Linked DNA regions of Mus musculus: region 2 is linked to region 1. A link is a contact called in public HiChIP or PLAC-seq data. All regions are on one chromosome and are shown on one strand. The core of a region is the stretch at or near the end of the contact, and the rest is flanking DNA. Distances in the headings are between cores, read along the strand shown.

Region 1 (5,822 bases), core at 1,168-3,667:
CTGCTAGGTCATAATAGACACAACGTGTGAAACCAGAGCAGACTTTGCTATCTACAGTTACATTACGTGTTGTCAAGCAGGTGTTCCTATCAATGTGACATTTGCAAACATCAGGGTGACTAACACAATCTGTATGCAAACTTGGCCCTTTTCTGGATCTGCAAAAACTACATGTCTTATTATGGTGTTGTCTTGATTGTAACTGTAAGAGTTGACTTTCTGGAGTGAGCTGTCTTGAGATAGTTTTAATTGTACACCAATGGACAAAGGATGAACTGACAGGATTTGCTCAGGTGTTCTGTCATTATCCAAATGACCTTGAAGCAGCTTTCATCTGTGTATTCAAGCCATTGTGGAAGGGCACTTTGTTCTTTCAGCTTCTGCTTTACTTTTGCCTTTCTGACTACACATGCCACTTATTTATTATTATAATTATTATTATTATTATTATTACAATCCAGTCATTGCCCCCATTCTGGTCCTCCCTCTCACAGTTCCTCATCCCATTCCTCCTTTCCTGTCTCCAAGAGGAAGTCACCCCACTGACAGGCCTCCCCACTCCCTGGGGCCTCAATACTCTCCAGGGTTAGGCCAGTCAGTCCTCTGCTGTATTTGTGTCCAGGACCTGGGACCAGCTCCAATATGCTTCCTGGTTGGTGGCTCGGTGTCTGATAGATCTCAGAAGTGCGGGTTAGTTGAAACTGCTCATCTGCCTATGGGGCTGCCAGCGTCCTCAGCTTCTTCCAAACTTTCCCTAATTCTACCACAGGGGTCCCCGACTTCAGTCCAGTGGTTGGCTGTAAAGCATCTGAGTCTGTCTCAGTCAGCGTCAAGCCACTGTTTTTAAAAACAATTTTCTACTTCTACTATGCAAATCACTACAATTCCTGAAAAAAACATGTACTTGCTTTAATTTGGCATTGTATACAAACATCTTGCAAAGTATCTCAGCTGGTTAGAAGTTAAATGTTCATGTCTAAGACATTAAGTTGAGTTAATGTCTAAGAAATTTGTTTTGCTTTTGAAATCAAGCCCAAGTTTCAGTTCAGTAAAATCTACTCCTCCAGTAGCCTAGTCTACTGCTTCACAGAGAAAGCAAGAAGGAGAAAGTCACAAAATCCACGAAACAAACAAAGTGTAGATATGTAGTCCACTGAGTCCATAGCTTTAAAGGTTTCTTTAAATACTCAAGTGTAAACCTCAAGTTTGACCTATTTAAGGTTGCTTCCACCAAATACGGAAAAGATTTAATTCAACAGCTACTTGAAAGTGTCTAGCCACAATCAGCTCCATGTAAGACCCGAGGGAAGCACCCTTCTCGCAGGATCTTGCTGAACTCTCATTCTGTTTTAGCTTTCTTTGTTGACAAAGCCTTTGAGCAGGGAAAAATTGTCAAGTACACTGAAAACTCTTTATCACTAAATGAGGCTTCTAGCAAATAAATTACCAATGAACAACTCAAGCAAAATTAAATATTACCTCAGGTTCATTATTGTTCTCAAAATGTCTATTCCTAATAATGTGGGATAGTATTGATAATCTAGAATAACCACAGAAACAAATCTATGTGCATATAACACCTCTTTATTTATATTTGTGCACATACAGAGAAATAATCCTGGCCCTAATTTTTAGGGCTTTGTTTCAATTTAAAATTATTACTTTAAAAGTTACTGGTTTAGTATACTTGAAATCTCCTAAGCAAAATAATTAGATCTACATATGTACAAAAGGAATACCATAACCTAACCTTGGGAAAAGAACACATGCTAAAATCCTATCTGGTGTTATTATCTGTGAAGAACAAATATTCTTATATATTCTTAACTTTAAAAAAAAACAATAAAACAGACAATGTTTGAATGTAAATTGAAATTAACATTTACTCATAAAATACCATACGATGCAATAAAATGTTAAATTATATTCCAATTTAGTAAATATCTGAAAATATTAAACTAGAAGAAATTCCCTAGGTTATCATAAACTAAAACAGTGATTTCTACATCTTGATTAAAATAGAAATTGATAGCATTCCCGTTATATCTCATCCACATTATAGCGAATCGTAGCTTGGCTGCTCTAAGGTCCTGATACCTGACTACCATGCAAGATGAAACCATAATTACAAGAGAGCTATGCATATTATCAAGGCAAAACAGGTATTGATTGAACTTGTCATCATATTTGTTTAAAGCACAGAAAATTAACCTTAACCTTCCAGTTTGGTTACCTACCAGCACTGATTGGATTCTAGGTGTGTCATCGCGGCTACAAACAGCTCCAAATTACAGCCCCTCGTCTCATAACCTAAGCACAAAAGTCAAGGGTCTGCTCAAGAAGAATAAATGGTTTGAACAGCTTGGAATCCGCTTAGTTGAGGAAGGAGAAAAGAGAAGTCACCCATTAGGGCATTTCCTGGACTCTGGTTGGAATTTCAGTTAAGGAAGAAGAAATGACACAGCAGTTTTAAGTTAAGGCGACTTCCTTTCTTTATCAGAAATGTGCTACTAATTTGAGAAACAGCATTCCAGAAAAACTACTCCAGTGGTGTGACTACAGTAAAAATCCTCTCATTGATGCCGTTATTGCCCCATAATAAACATTTTTCCCCAGAATTTACAATGGCAGTATGTGGTTATTAGCTCAGTGGACTAAGACCCCACAGTTATTGCAACACATTCTGCCTTACAAGTAAGTTTCTTCAGAACACTGTCCTTGCCCACTTTCAGTTAGGAATTACACTTTGACTTAGAATTGTTATTGTTTGAGTTTTTGTTTTAAGACTATTTCCTGAATTTTATATAATGCGAGTTTTCTTACTTCCCAATTTGTTCTCAAAGACTTCATAACCAAGAATAATTGATCTTCCCAAGAAGATTAGACAGAAACATAAAATTGAACTTTGGATGTATATGTGTGTGTGCTTGTGTGTGTACATATATAATATATATGAGTACATATATATTATATATTTCTATATACTATATATTAATGCTATATTATTGCATGTATAGTATATACTACATATAGTGTATATTCTACTATTTTATATATATATATATATATATATATATACAAATAGCTTTCCTCTTGACCCTCAAACCCTCAAAGCTGCCTTTCAAATATCTCTCTTTCTTTCTTTCTACTCAATCAGACATTATTGATGTCAGGAGCTTTCAGCCAGAATCACAAATGACTCTATTAAGAACCCATTTTAGGAGTAAGTACACTAATCTAATTTTCAAAACAAAACATAAATGTTTTCTATACCAGAATTTGATACACTTTTCCTGTAAGGCATATAATAAGAAGCATTTTGAACTTTTGGGGGTGCAACCCATTCATGGCTTCCCAGTTCTGCTGCAGTAATGGCGTACTTACGAGGTCCACAAATGCATGACCACAGCACCTCGAGCTGTTTGTCTCCATTCAGAGGCTCCAGAGAAGTCTGTGTCCCCTGCCTGTGATTTCACATCTTATGTCCTCTCCTAAATCCATTCTAGTCAAGCTCTTAAAAACTACTGAACAGAACACCTCAACTAGGCTTATCAATATTACTACTGGCAGTAATTTATCAGTCCCAACATATTTTCCATATCAACAGCATGTGCTTAATAAGCCTTTAATATCTTCTTCCATTTGTATCAATGCACACTAATAATCAGTCTCACTGCCTTCATTTTCATGCGTTTTCAGGGTACCACAGTAAGACATTCTTCTATATAATTAGATATTCAGGTGTCCTCTTCTGTTTCCTTCTCTTTTCTCTGATTACTAAAATTGAAATACATACAGGATCCTCTTACCTTCTGGACTCCTGACCTTGACTCTGACAAAATCTCTGCTTGCTGGAAAACAATCTGACATTCATTAAGGACAGGCTTTTGCTGTATTTCAAGTCCCAAAGACTCTCCAAGGGCTCATGTGCTCAAAGCTTAGTTCCAGCTTGACATATTAGGAAGTGATGGAAAGTTGAAGAAGCAGGACTTACTGGAGGGCCTTTGGCTACCGGGGACGTGCTTCAGGGGTCCATACCTGTTTTCCTTCTGGCCTTGAAGTGAGCAGATCCCTTCTGGCAGCCATTCTTCCCACAAGCCACCTTACAAGTCCCAAAGTAGTAAGTCAACTCATTGTGAACTGAAAGATTTCAGAAATGTGATCCCAAATATGTTTTTTTTCTTATAACTTGATGTTTCTTCATGTATTTCATTCAAAGTAAAAAAGGCAACATTTCTATGGAAGTAAAAATCAAACATCAACCCAGCTACTGTGACTCCTCAGAATAAGTCTTGCCACATGGTAGACAGAATGGATGAAAACAATTCAAAGTTTTATTTACTTTTGGCTCTGCATCAAAAGAAGTGCGATGCTTAATTTATTCATTTATTTATTGTATTGTTTTCTGTATATCATAGAGAAGCTGCACGTATGAAATTTCAAAAATGTGGTTGCATGAATCAAACCTTATAATGACAACACTAGATGATGAGCCAATGTACATGAAGAGAAATCTCGCAAGGCCCTACCCCCTGATGAAGAGATGCAGGCAGCTAATGGCAGCAAAGAAAGAAAGAATCAATGTTCTTTCAGGGTGAGCATCCTGATATCCAATCCCAATCAGCCCTCAACAACTATACATATAAACAAGATTAAACGGATCCCTGAACAGGGGCTGCCTCCTTTAGCCTCAGTAAGAAAAGATGCAGATGTCCCTAGTCTATTATTAATTATTATTATTAATTTTACATCCCTATCGCACTCCTCCCTTCTTGCCTCCCAATCACCCCTCACATACCCCTCTTCCATTACTCTCTCTCATTCTCAGGTAAGAGGAATCCCCCACCATTGGTAACAGCCTTCCTTGGAACATCCTTTCCTACAAAGGCCAGACAAGGCAACCCAGCTAGGGGAAGGAGATCCAAAGGTAGAGAACAGAGTTCGAGACAGCCTCTACTTCAATTGTTAGGAGATCCACATGAAGACCAAGCTGCATATCTGCTACAAATGTGTAGGGGACCTAGGTACAGCCCATGTATGCTCTTTGATTGATGGTTTAGTTTCTGTCAGACCACATGGGTCGAGGTGAGTTTACTATGAAGACCTTCTTGTGGAGTCTCTATTCCCTATGGCTCTATCTATTCTTACCTCCCACTCTGCCACAAGTCTCACTGAGCTCCTAAAAGGAGCACATCTTTTAGGTAGGAGGCTAGCACAACTGTCTTCTGAGAAGCTTCATCCAGCAGGTGATACTCCTAATCTTAGTGCAACTTGATAGGCCAACGCAGGTTGCTATCCATGGGAAGCCTCCCATGGAGAGGAGGGATTGGTGGGGCAGAAGGGAAGGTGAGGGAGTGGAGCAGGGAGAAGAAGGGAGGGACAGCTGCAATTGTGATGAAATTAAATAAACTATTTAATTACCTTATAAAATGTAACGAGAGAAATGTACTATCAGCTAGAGTAGTCACTGGTTACATACTTTAATTTAAACAGAAAATAAAATCAATATTCAGTCCTCGAAGGTAAAAAAAAAAAGAAAAGGAATTTTCAAAAGAAAATTTAAATTAAAAGAAGAATGCATTTAAGTGTCTTCTGTGGCTTAACATCTTGCCTGATGATGGTTTTATTGTTGTACAATGACCTTTTTATGAACATACATCATTTTTAAAGAATTTAACCATCAATGAAAGGATAATTTGTTGTATCCAGCATTGCACAGTTATCAATGTTTGTCTATGGTTATTTGCTTGCCAATAAGTCTGAATTCAAGTGGTAAATTGTTAAACTATATATTTAAAATATATCCGCTTTATATAAAACTA
Region 2 (5,822 bases), core at 1,191-3,690, 66 kb after region 1:
AGTTGGATCCCAATTAGTCTCAACTATCCTGTCTAAATCACAGAGCTGTAACAAACAACATATAGTCATATAATTGAACTGAGGTCAATGGAATCAGGTGGTTAGAGTAACCCCTAAAATGGAGGGACTCGTTAGTGTAAACAGGGGTCACTGGATGAAAAAGCACAGGCCTAGTAGGCTCCTACTCTCAATAGTCTCACCTGCATGAATGGATACAAAATGCATACAATTACCAGATACAAACCCTCTAGCATTTAAAGCTGCTAAGATTCTTTTCCCTTTTGGCTATGTATCTCCTCAGTCCACAGGGTCCAGCTCTACATCTTTTGGGTACATTCTCCCCCTTCATCCACCTTACGAACCTGCTGCTGCCACCTGGTGCCAGTCACCTTGGTGCTGAGACGTGGGCCTGCCCATAAAAACTACCCATGTTCATCAGTACTTCCTCTGCTTCCCACACTTGGACTATAAAATTTTTTCACAAGGTCATGGGTTTACAATACATTTTTTATTGGATATTTTATTTATTTGCAGTTCAAATGTTACCCCCTTTCCTGGTTTCCCCTCTGAAAACCCCCTATCCCATATGCCCTTCTCCTGCTTCTATGAGGGTGTGCCTCTACCTACCAATCCACTCCTGTCTCCCTGCCCTCACATTCCCTACACTAGGGCATCGAGCCTTCACAGGACCAAGGGTCTCTCCTGCGATTAATGCTGAATAAGGCCATCATCTGCTACATATACAGCTGGAGCCATGGGTCCTACATGTGTACTCTTTGGTTGGTGGTTTAGTCCCTGGAAGCTCTGGTTGGCTGATATTGTTGTTCTTCCTATGGGGTTGCAAACCCCTTCAACTCCTTCAGTCCTTTCTCTTATATCTCTATTAGGGACTCTGTGATCAGCTCAATGATTGGCTATTTAGACAGCATCATGAATTTCTCAGACTTCTCCAGTGGGTCTTGCTACTAAGTCTAAATGTAACACAGCATAGCTGCCCTTTCAGTTCACCTGCTGCTCACTGTCAAATGTCAGGAGATCCTTTGCTTGAGTCTAAACTGTGTATTCCCCATCCTCCCAGCCAAGGAAATTTCAGGGAAAAAAAAACCAGACAGACAGACAAACAGACATACACCTAGTATGATAGAAAACAACAGACAATATATAATTTCCATCCTACCTTCTGGGTTATATCTTCTGTAATTTCTGTCTCTTTTATCAATACTAAAGACAGAAGGACTTTTCAAGTATGTAAGTTTAAAGTATTAAGGTATAATATATAGGCCAACTTGATATAATATCTCTCTCTCTCTCTCTCTCTCTCTCTCTCTCTCTCTCTCTCTCTCTCTCTCTCTCTCTCCTGCTCTCAGTCTGAGTTTTATTTTAAAAGTGTGGCTTCAAGAATTCTTTGAAATAGGTAACTTCTAAAGGGTGTCCAGCATAAATTTAAATGAGATTCATATCTAAGGAGATAACCAGATCTTACAAGCTATTTAACAACTTCAGAACATTCAAAGTACAAATGAAAAAAATGGGATCTAAGCACAGGAAGCCGGCAGCTAATCCTGTGACTCAAGGTTTTGCATTGTCTGCTCTTGTTTTTAACTTTGACCTGTGTATCCAGATTAACATCTTTAATAAACACTTCTAGTGTTTTTCTTTTTTCTGCATCTAAGTCCATTCCAGGCAGCTCTCTTAACACAGGGCACCAAGGAAAGTAAGAAAGATGCCAACACTGAGAAAAAGAACGGGGAGAAGTTCCTAGCAGGCCAAGTAGAAGTAAAATGTTTTCTCAAAAGAAAAAGCACACATAGATAGATAAATAGACAGAAAGAAAGACACACAGGCAGAAGAAAACAAAAAGAAGCACACGTCCAGGGTCTGATTCCCTGTTCTGAAACAAAGCCACTAATTAAATAATCTAAATGTGGGGGGCAGTTTGCAGAAGTCTGGAAATGCCAATAGAAAGGACATAAGTAAAAAGAATTTTTGTCTCTGTCCTAGCACTGAGCACACCAGAATATGAGAAGCTGTGGTTTACAAATAGCCCTGCAGGCCTCTATGGGCAAGAAATTCTCATCTGACTGCTGTAGTTAAAATTTCTAGTTCCTCAACACTAAACACTGGCACTGCCGTTGTTAAAACGGGAAATGGAACCAGCCTTGATGTCTTATGTATGTTAGTAAGGGGCATTCAAGTGAGTATAGCTTGTGCAACTGGATAAAAGACCACAAGAGAGTGACAAGGGAGGTGCAGAGGGGTAAAGGGAGTGTGACTAAACAGTTGGAAGAGAAGCAACAAAAATAAATGTTTCTTCAAAACCGATGACAGTGTTCCTATGCTGATAAATGTTTAAAAATTGAAAAGCTATGAGCCTTGTTTTCCAAAGCATAGACTGTGAGTGGAATAGCCAAGCATCAGAGAAGGGAACTTTCCGGGGACAGCCACCCAGGACATGGGTGCTCTCTTCACAGTCTCAAACTCTCTGAGAGTTTACCCACAGTCTGTGGCCCTCTTAGCTGTCCATTTAAAGTTGATTTCATCTTTCTCTCGACATGTAGCCAGCTCCTCCCACTTACTCTTACCACTTCCTCCTCTCTCACTGCTTGCCATTCCCAGGGGGGTTTAAGTTTTGTTTGTTTGTTTTGGGTTGGGTTGGTTGGTTGTTGTTGTTGGTTTTTTTGTTTGTTTGTTTGTTTGTTTTTTTCTTTCAAGACAGGATTTCTCTGTAGCCCTGGCTGTCCTGGAACTCACTCTGTAGACTAGGCTGGTCTCGAACTCAGAAATCTGCCTGCCTCTACCTCCAAAGTGCTGGGATTAAAGGCGGGTGCTGCTACTGCCCGGCCGCAGGGAGATTTTTATTCGCTGGGAGAATAGTGGAAACCTCATGAAAACTAAAATTATTGTAGAAAAGAAAATTAGTACATTTTTTCTTAGTTTTACTTCCACATATTATCAAAAAAAAAAAAAAATTAAACCAGACTCTTTAAGAAGAGTTCACCACGTTGGGTACTTCAATTCACTTTCAGCACTGGGCTAGCTTATAATATGGACTTAGAAATATTATTTTGTTGATTAATGAACATCTGTACTTCTTTGGGGTTGTGGTTTTGTCTCATTCAATATAATTCTTTTTTCAGATCTATTCATTTAACTGAAATTTTCAAAACTTCATTTTAATTAGCTGTGATGGTGCAAGTCTCTAGGGATCAGCATCTTCTACAGAGATGTGACTGATGGTTTAAAAGTCAATGGTATAAGCTGGTTGATGACTTCAAACACAGCTTCATAGTGGGGAAACAACTTTGTACGGTCACCACATATGAAGAAGCTTTTTAAATAAAGAAATCCAATTCTCATCGTGTCACACCTTTTCAGACAGACCTCTCGAGATACTGGCATATGCTAACAAAAGAGAGAGCTCGCCAACCGCACCTAAGTCATCTGTCGACATCACAGGTCTACATTGTGCAACCCATGGGGCTCAATGCCCTCTTTGAGTCTGTCTGTTTTAAAAACGTATCTTGCTCTGTACCTGAATCTGAATTTTCCATTTTAGATAAACAAACTGGAGACTATATCTGGATCAAATCAACTTCAAATATTCATAACAAACTTGACAACATTTAGCTTAACCGACAAAAATAGCCAAAATCCCTCTATCCTGCAGCAGTAGGTCCCCTTTCCCCCACTATGACCGTAGCACTTACCATCTTGGTCCCAACGACCAGGTCAAGGCCTAGACATGTGACCCCAGAAAGTCCTGGTTAAAACTTTTCACAATGGAGCTGAACTAACTACAGCCTCGGTTCCTTTTCCTGCAAGATGTGAGAACACTAACCTCGAGGAACTGAAGGCTGAAAAGAGGAACTGGCCCAAGAACAAAGGCAGTATACAGAAAAAAGCAGAGATGAGAAAGGGACGTTCAAGTTACTTGAAATTCTGGTTCCACTCATGGCCCTATATCAGCTTTCCTTCCTGGTTCTAGGAGCCAGTAAATTATATCTTTGGCTTAATCTACTTCAGATTAGTCTATGTATCTTATAAACCATTGCAGACCTCGCTAATAAAGCCAGTGAAAAAGCGGTAAGACCAAACAAGGCAGAGTGATTCTGCTCAATCATCATTGCATGGACATGGAATAGTGATGCTTTTTGTTAGTCATGCAAGTACTTAATATCTCTGGGCCTCAGTTCATTATCCATAAAATGGGACTCTGCCGGAATCCCGAACAATTTTAATAATGCATGTAAAGTGCTTAACATAAAGCCATTTCAGAGTACTTGCTTAATCAGTGCTTAAAAAGAAGGACTCTTTTTCATAATAAGGATGTGAGGATAATAATGAATTCCTAAGGAGACTTGTATTATAGACTTAAAAACCGGTATGTGCTTTTTCCATTAGAAGTTCACTACTTCAAATATATCAGGGAAGAAATCAAGACTAAGCAGGACACTGAAGAATGTCAGAAATAACTGTAAACAGAACATATTAGCTACCGTCCAAGCATTGACTTCGGAATGTTTGCGTAAAATAAGTAAACTTAATTCAGAATAGTTTAAAAGTTAATGGTATCATTTTTAAGACTACATATAAAGTACTGTGAAAACCAATTCAAAGATAATTGAATGGGGTATTTCTTGAAAATGGATCTGTTAAAGTTTCACTGATACCACCCACCCACACGTAGTAGTCAGCTGTATCACCATCACATACCATCATTCTCTCAGCCTAATTATTTATTTCCTTGGACATGGCACGGCCTCTTTTCATACTTTTATCTTAGAATAACACGTCAAGAATTTGGTCAAAAGTGTATGCTCAATGGCGGCAAGTCAATTAGCCTGGGTTCTAGAAATGCTACCAAAGAGATGGAGATATGAGCTGCAAACTAGCTTCTGCTCATCAAGTAGGTGATTGACCCAAGTCACTGATCCTAGTGGTCCCCAAGTTAACCACTCTGAACTCCTACCCTAGTACAAAATACTCCATTCCCAATATGTTTGTTGCCTACAAAGACAGAGACTACAAATATAACCATAAAGCCTGACTGTTCTCAGCATAATTATCTTTCACATTAAATAACTCTGCAGAGATAGGTGATTGATGCAACCAGTATCCCAAAACCAGTATACATAGAGTAAGAATTCTAAAGAACATATCTCTCCTAAATACTACTTATTTCATTGTAGAGGGCTTTTTTAAAGATCTTGTGGTCACTAATCCTCCCACTGGTCAACACACCACTGATTGGCTTGGAGATGACATTAAATGAGATAATGACACGGAACTCATTTGTAAAATATAAAAGTTCCAAGACATCAAATCCTAAGTAGCATGGGCTTGTCGTTGTGTTACTGTGCTGAGAATGCAGAAGAAGGTAAGAACAGGGAAGAGAAAAATAACACTCTGTGGAGGAGAGTGGGCATCCTCACCGTCGTTCCTCTGTGCCACCCAGTGAGCGCTTATTGTGGATTTTTATTTACCCTGGATTTTTATTCCCCTTTTTATTCAGCCTTTGAATACAATTAAAATACATGGGATTTTAGAGGTACTTACCTACCATGCTTGTTTAGAAAGTATAGCTCTAAAAGATATATATCTTGGGAAATGAAGGTAAGCGACCTGAAGAAATTTCAGATCTTTCTGGGGAAAGTCTGCAAACCATGGATTTGTATGGAAACTGCATGTGAAATTTAGGCTGCTGGGCTCCCGATTCCCAAACCGAGTTGAAGTCTTAGCTCACTTTCTCTTAATTGTGTTTGCAGCTGAAACTGCCGTCTGGTCAAAGCTTCTAGCATAGCGTTCTTTTCTTCTTACTGTTA

Evidence for each region. HiChIP or PLAC-seq counts read pairs in DNA pulled down with a chosen protein or histone mark.
Region 2: a contact with region 1 is called in an H3K27ac HiChIP or PLAC-seq map of bone marrow-derived dendritic cells, with 2.6 times the contacts expected there. The contact joins the enhancer-like site here to the promoter of Tfec in region 1. A contact is called at or near these places in 8 of 39 promoter capture datasets (the C10 cell line, the HPC-7 cell line, HPC-7-derived erythroid cells and 4 more), 21 of 484 Hi-C or Micro-C datasets (the C10 cell line, ECoMG-derived neutrophils, the HPC-5 cell line and 15 more), 4 of 115 datasets of contacts at active chromatin or transcription factors (the HPC-7 cell line, bone marrow-derived dendritic cells, bone marrow-derived macrophages and 1 more) and 3 of 9 other capture datasets (adipose tissue, bone marrow-derived macrophages and macrophages).

Annotation. Positions count from the first base shown.
Region 1 is chr6:16,896,024-16,901,845 of GRCm38.p6, forward strand. It overlaps Tfec (transcription factor EC), which reads right to left and starts at 2,418. Exons shown (of 7, transcript NM_031198.3): 1 at 2,238-2,418.
Region 2 is chr6:16,962,016-16,967,837 of GRCm38.p6, forward strand. No RefSeq gene overlaps it. Among named protein-coding and RNA genes, the nearest start is that of Tfec, 66 kb to the left of the region's middle. Within about 2 kb of position 2,441, at least 54 of the 459 cell types and tissues checked have an H3K27ac peak or open chromatin away from gene starts, as enhancers often do. A contact at or near this core is called in ECoMG-derived neutrophils, the HPC-5 cell line, bone marrow-derived dendritic cells and 8 more, where this site is marked.